2 separate regions of the Mus musculus genome follow, and region 1 is linked to region 2. Evidence: chromatin contacts called from public promoter capture Hi-C data. All regions are on one chromosome and are shown on one strand. The core of a region is the stretch at or near the end of the contact, and the rest is flanking DNA. Distances in the headings are between cores, read along the strand shown.

Region 1 (3,004 bases), core at 146-2,645, 310 kb before region 2:
CAAGTCTTTGTCTTAAAAAATTAAAATTAATTATGTGAAAGGCTTTATGCCTTAAAGGCCCTGAGTCAAGGAAAGAAAGAGCCAAGAGGCACAGATGCCATGCAGATCTCAGCCTCATGTCGCATGGTATGGGCAGGGGCAGGATGGCAGCTTGCTCTTAGGAGTAGGGAGGAATGGGAGGTAGGCAGGAAGGATGCCTGTCATGGATGAGCTGATCTTTTGTCATCAAACTCACAGTCCCCTGTTGTCTGAGGGTGGAAGTGGAAGTGAAGCCCTGGGTCTCCTGGAAGTGTCCTCCCCTCATTGGGCTTCTTTCTCTGGAGAAAACCGAATAGCTCCCACCCTTCCTCCCAGCCACCCAGGTTCCAGAGGAAACTGCTCCTTCCTGTGCTCCTGCAGCACACCCCAGCAGAAGTTGCTCTCCCTCCTGTGGGCAGAGCCCTTCTCCTCAGCTGGGATCCAGCAAGGGGGCAGCAGGTTGTAGGGTTTCCCCTAGCCTGACTCACCCAGCTACTGTACAGTGCAGACCCTTGACCAACAAACAGGATTTCTCAGGGTGGGATCTCTCTATAAGGCACTGAGAGGGAAGGCTTGGGGCTGTGCGTGAGCCAGTGATGAAGTGAGGGCCAGGGACACTGTGGGGGAGGGCGAGGTGGGGAGGGCACTGTGGGAAGGGCACTGTGCTGGTGCTTCAGTGTGTTAGTCTTTGGCAAGTTCCTTTCATTTCCCAGCCTGAATCTTTTTCTGGAGCACAAGGGATTGGACTAGATACTGTGTAGTCTTAGGTGCTGGGGCAGAAAGGAGAAGGAGAAGGAGGAGGAGGGGGAGGGGAAGGAGCATAGTAGTGTAACACTGACAGTGGGGGTCATTTCTCTGAGCCTCAGCATCCTCATCTGCAAAATGGAAATTACGAAGAGCCTGAAAAGCACTCTGAGCGATGGATGAGAAAGGGCTATGACTCAGGAGACTGCCTGCAAAGTAACGTGTGTGCGGGAAGCCTGTGCGCTCCTGACAGTGCTGGGACTGCTTTCCTGAAGAGAGTAGGTTTTAAGATTAGGGGAGGCGCCCAGATGCCAATGGTTGGTGGCGGTGGGAGACCAGAGAGGGGCCCTCTTGAGTCCCGCAGGTGATTAGGGCTTGGGCTGTCCGCCTGCTGCATTGAGAAGGGAGGGAGGGAGTAAGGGAAAGAGGGAACACGGGAATCGGCACCTCGGTACTGTCCCTGTCCCGAGGCCGGATCCATACATCACACCATTCGAGACGCTCACGTTTTCCCAGCTTTTCTCACACTGAATCACTTCCTTTGTTTAGAGGAGGGGGTAGGGGAGGAGACGGAGGGCGACGAGGGAGGGGCCCGCGGGTGCCGCCGCCGCCCCCGCCCCCGCCCCCTCCCCCTCCCGGTGTGCGGAGCCCGATTGTCACTCAGCTCCCGCGCCGGGGGCGACGAAGGCGCCGGCGCCAGAGTGGAGTCTCGGCTGGCTACCACCCCTTGGACATAACTGGCTAGCCCTGGGTTCCCCTGGCATCCTCTGAGGGAGCGACTGCCCAAGGTTTTGAGGTCTGGGGATACTTGGCTAGACAGTTCAGGTGGCCAGGCGCTCTGCCAGCTTTGGTGTGACCTTGGGTAAGTCTGTGGCTCAGTTCGTGCATCATGAGTGTGCAGGAAAGGGGTGGATGAAATGACTGGGGTGTCCCCCTTGGGGCAGTCGATGGGTAAGGATTCTGGGCAGAGCTGGAGCTGGACCAGGCTTCTGTTAAGAATCGGGCACCAGCGGCGTCCCAGGTGGGTGGGCACAGGGTAGGCGTGCGCGCACGCGGGGAATGGGAGCCGGTGGACCCGCCAGGTCCTGGGCTTAGTCCCTCAGAATCACGCCTGCCATCCAGTCCCAGGTACGAAACAGGGGCACTACCTCTTTAAAGGCGTCCGGGGCTGAGCCTCTGCCACACCATGTGATTGCTTGAAAGGCCGGGCTGGGAGCGCAGCGGCGGGAGCCTGGAGAACGATGAGCCGATGCGCGCGCGGTGCCCAGAACCCAACCCTGCCCGGCGCGGCTCCGGAAAGCCGCCCGGGGAACTTAGGGCAACGCCTTTGGGACCCCCTACCGGTTGGCAGGCAGGATGGTGAGCTCCTTGCCTCCGGGTCGGCGGACACCTGTGGGCACTGTGGATTCACAGGGGATCCTTGTGGAGTAAGTGTACAGGGAGCCACCTCACACCTGATACAAAAACCAGTGGTGGAGTGAGTGCTGCTATTTTAAGTTGCTGAATGGAACCTCTAAGGACAAGGGGAGGGGACAGAGGTTAAGCAGATAGTGAGCCTGAGTGTCTGGCCAGCTTGGGCAGGCACTGCATCACTTTACTGGGGCACATCTTCGCAGGGCTGCCTATGTCCCCCTCCTTCCCAGGCTGGCATCCCCACCGCAGGCTTCCTGACCACAGGTGCTGGCCTCGCGCCCCAGGGCGCCTGTCTGCTGATGTGCCCAGCTCCTGCCCACCATGCCGCCGTACATCTCGGCCTTCCAGGCTGCCTACATTGGCATCGAGGTGCTCATTGCCTTGGTCTCTGTGCCCGGAAATGTACTGGTGATTTGGGCTGTGAAGGTGAACCAGGCACTTCGCGATGCTACCTTCTGCTTCATCGTATCCCTGGCGGTAGCTGATGTGGCTGTTGGCGCCCTGGTCATCCCACTGGCCATCCTTATCAACATTGGGCCACAGACCTACTTCCACACCTGCCTCATGGTGGCCTGTCCTGTCCTCATCCTCACCCAGAGCTCCATCCTGGCTCTGCTTGCTATTGCTGTGGATCGGTACCTCCGAGTCAAGATCCCTCTCCGGTGAGTTCATAGCAGCCCAAGGTACTCTGTGCAACCCTGTGTGGGGCTTGGGGATGAGCAAGAGAAGATGAAAGTCAGCACACATAAGCCTCCTAGTCAGCCAGGTATTCTCCGGGCATTTGGATCCCAGCCCAAAGTGCCTTCCTGGGCTCTGTATGGGGATGTTC
Region 2 (2,997 bases), core at 44-2,543:
TGCCTGGGAACAGGCAAAACTCCTTAGATCCCTTCAGGGTCTCTGGGGCTTCAAACTTTTAGCTCGACCAAGGAACAGGCTCACAGTCCATGGCCCCACAGTAGAGCACTGACCTAACACAAGCAAGGCCCTACAACTCCCTCCAGCACAGGCTTTTGGGGGTTGTGATAGCAAGAAGGCAGGTAAACAGGCAGTGAGTGACATTTATATCTCTACGCTGGCTAGGATTCCCTACAATCCCTTCTGAAGCTCCACGGTCTTACCTGAGACACAGACACAGAAATAGGGGCATCTCAAAATCAAGTGACTTGCCTAAGAACACACTTTATTTCCTGTGAGTGGAAGAGCCGGGGACTTTGAGAGTTAGGGGACAGTGACAAGAGTCCCTTGTGGGCTTTGTAGGTCTCTGATGACCTAATGGTGACTGAGTAAGTGTTTCCCTTAGGTTCTGAGCCAGAAGTTGTACTGAATGCACCTTAAAGCCAAGTGTGCCTGACTTTTCAGATGGGGACGGGGGTGGGGGTCATTGTTCAGATAACAGAGACTTTTGAATTGGTTTCCAGGAAGTGGATATGCATTGGGGAGCCTGGCATCATCCTGTTTCTGTGGGATGACCACACAGCCCCCAAACCTCACCTGAGTGTGTGACACAAAGCTGGAGGAAAAGCCCCAACACTGTCCTCAGGAACTAGGAACAATGGCTTGCGGATTTACAATTGGAAACCTGCTTTAATTTGGCTGTGTGATCCTCAGGCCAGAGTGGCCACCAAACCAGTAGTTACCTCTTATATCAGCCCACTGCACAGTGAGTCTCCACTCCCTTAGCAAGCTTCTGGGCTGTGATAGGGAAATATTGTCACTGTGTATGCTCTGAAAAGTGTCTCGTGGCTCCTCAGTGAGTTGAAGAATTGACATCAGGGAAGTAAGGCGCTTGTTAGAAACTCAAGTGGCCAGGGCTGGACCCAGCGACCCCACCCTGCCTGCACAGAAGCAGAGGCCTTGCCAAGTGCTTTCCTCTCTTGATTTGGCTTAGTTTCCAAACACGGGTCAAACGGTCCCTCTCCAGAGCAGCAGCAGCAGCAGGAAACATTATTAAAAGTGAGCCGTTAGCGGGCATCGGGTGTGGATGAGGTCTGTGGAGTTTTGGCTGCCAAATAAAGACTTTATTGTTGTCATCTCTCCTTTCCCAAGCTCCCTCCCTCTCTCCTCTGCTCCCTCCTCCTCCCTGCCCTCCCCCCTCTGATCTGCCCCTCCCTCCCCAAACTAACCTCCCCACCCCAATAGGATCTGGTAGAAGAAAAGTCAGGCAGACACACGCAGACACGCACCAACTGGGAGACCAGAACTTCTAGCTGGCTCTCTGCTGCCACAGCTCCAGCAAAGGGTGGGGAGGAACAGAAGAGTGCCCCAGAGTCCAGAGGAGAGGCAGGTGTGTGCAGGTAAGTTCAGGCAGTGGGGGAGAAGACTAGAAGGCTCCTTCCTCCAGGGGTTCTCTCTAGCTCTGTCCAATCTTTCTTTCCTCCCTCCTGGCCTTCTTCCTTCTCATTTTTCCTCTCTAAAGAGTTCAGATGTAGCCTTCCTCATTTCCTGATGACACTCTCTTGTCTCTCCAACATCCTGCATCCTAGCGTTTGCTTGCTGCTGAAGTTAAACTTTCTAAGTGCAGATGTTTGTGGAGCACACAGAGCTGTGTCGCACACAGAATTTGAACAGAGCAGGTGTTGCCATGGGAACTGGACACTAGAACCGAATTCTCTACACCTTTCATGTATTACCATGCACTGCAGAAGACAGACAGAAAGATAGACAGACAGACACACACACACACACACACACACACACACACACACACACACACTGGGTTTTGTCTCTTACTCTCTCACGTGCCTCCTCAACTGCCTGACCAGAGACAGCGTTTTCCTTCTGAGATGACAGAGCCAAAAGACAATCACGCCTTGGCTGGTCAGGGAGGATATGAACAATCAAGTGATTTTTTTTGAAAATTTCTTTCTTTTGAACTTAATCAGGCAGAAGGGAGAGAAAAGTGGCCCTCCAGCCTACACAGTATCCTCTCAGCAGCCCGAATTCCTGTCTCCCTCCCCAAACCACTTGGCTCTTACAAAAAGAAGTCAAGCTTGCCTGCAAGCCTTGGAGGCCCTAACTCCTGAGTTAACAGTTCCACACACACACACACACACACACACACACACACACACACACTACATAGTCAGAAACACTCTTCTCTCTGAAGTTATTCTGAGATTATCCTGACCAGTCAGCTGGTAAGGGGGCTTGAAGTAGAGGAAGCAGGGAGGGGAACCTGGGAGTCTTATTTGCACAGCTCCCCCCTCTCCTGCAATAGAGGGGCCCCATGGCAGTAAGAAGGGGGGCACTACTTGATCCTCAGAGGGCCCTGAGCAGTAGGCAGGGAATATGGAAGCTTTAGTAAAACAGGGACAGACACTCATTACAGACCCATCAAACAGAACCCAAGAGGTCCAGAGCTGTGTTAATACATCCTGAGACTCCCCTAACTCCCTTGGGATTCACATAAAGGGCTATGTGGTGTCCTCAAAAAGGAGCCCCTGCAGTCTTGACAGTGAGGGCTGAGAGCCACTGCAGGAGGGAACAAGGCACTCTCTTGTGATTACTAACATCATCCATACTAGGCAACCATACTTCGGGGGAACATTCTACAAAGAACATTCTACCTTAGTCTATCTCCTCTTACCTGCTAAGCTACCTGTCCCAGGTACCCAAGAGCTAGTACTAGCTGTCAACCATCCCTTCTAGATTCTCTCTCCCCGTACCCCACAGGTCTGTCCCATTTGACTCTCTCAGAGGACAGACGAGTTGATAATGTCCCTTATCCACCCTCACCTTCCTTGAGGAGAGCACCTCAAGGCTAGAAGGAACAACAACAGCAACAACAACAACCACAACCACAACCACAAAGACAAGGAGAAGCCCTAGATCTCAGAAGAAGCCACAACCAGC

Evidence for each region. Promoter capture Hi-C pulls out the DNA fragments that hold promoters and counts their contacts.
Region 1: a contact with region 2 is called in a promoter capture Hi-C map of hippocampal neurons, with 2.0 times the contacts expected there. The contact joins the promoter of Adora1 here to the promoter of Prelp in region 2. A contact is called at or near these places in 1 of 39 promoter capture datasets (hippocampal neurons), 6 of 484 Hi-C or Micro-C datasets (B cells, cerebral cortex, embryonic stem cells and 2 more) and 1 of 9 other capture datasets (adipose tissue).

The regions. Positions count from the first base shown.
Region 1 is chr1:134,233,848-134,236,851 of GRCm38.p6, reverse strand. Adora1 (adenosine A1 receptor) reads left to right here and starts at 1,395. Exons shown (of 2, transcript NM_001008533.3): 1 at 1,395-2,837. The coding sequence starts at 2,497.
Region 2 is chr1:133,919,697-133,922,693 of GRCm38.p6, reverse strand. Prelp (proline arginine-rich end leucine-rich repeat) reads left to right here and starts at 1,293. Exons shown (of 3, transcript NM_054077.4): 1 at 1,293-1,439.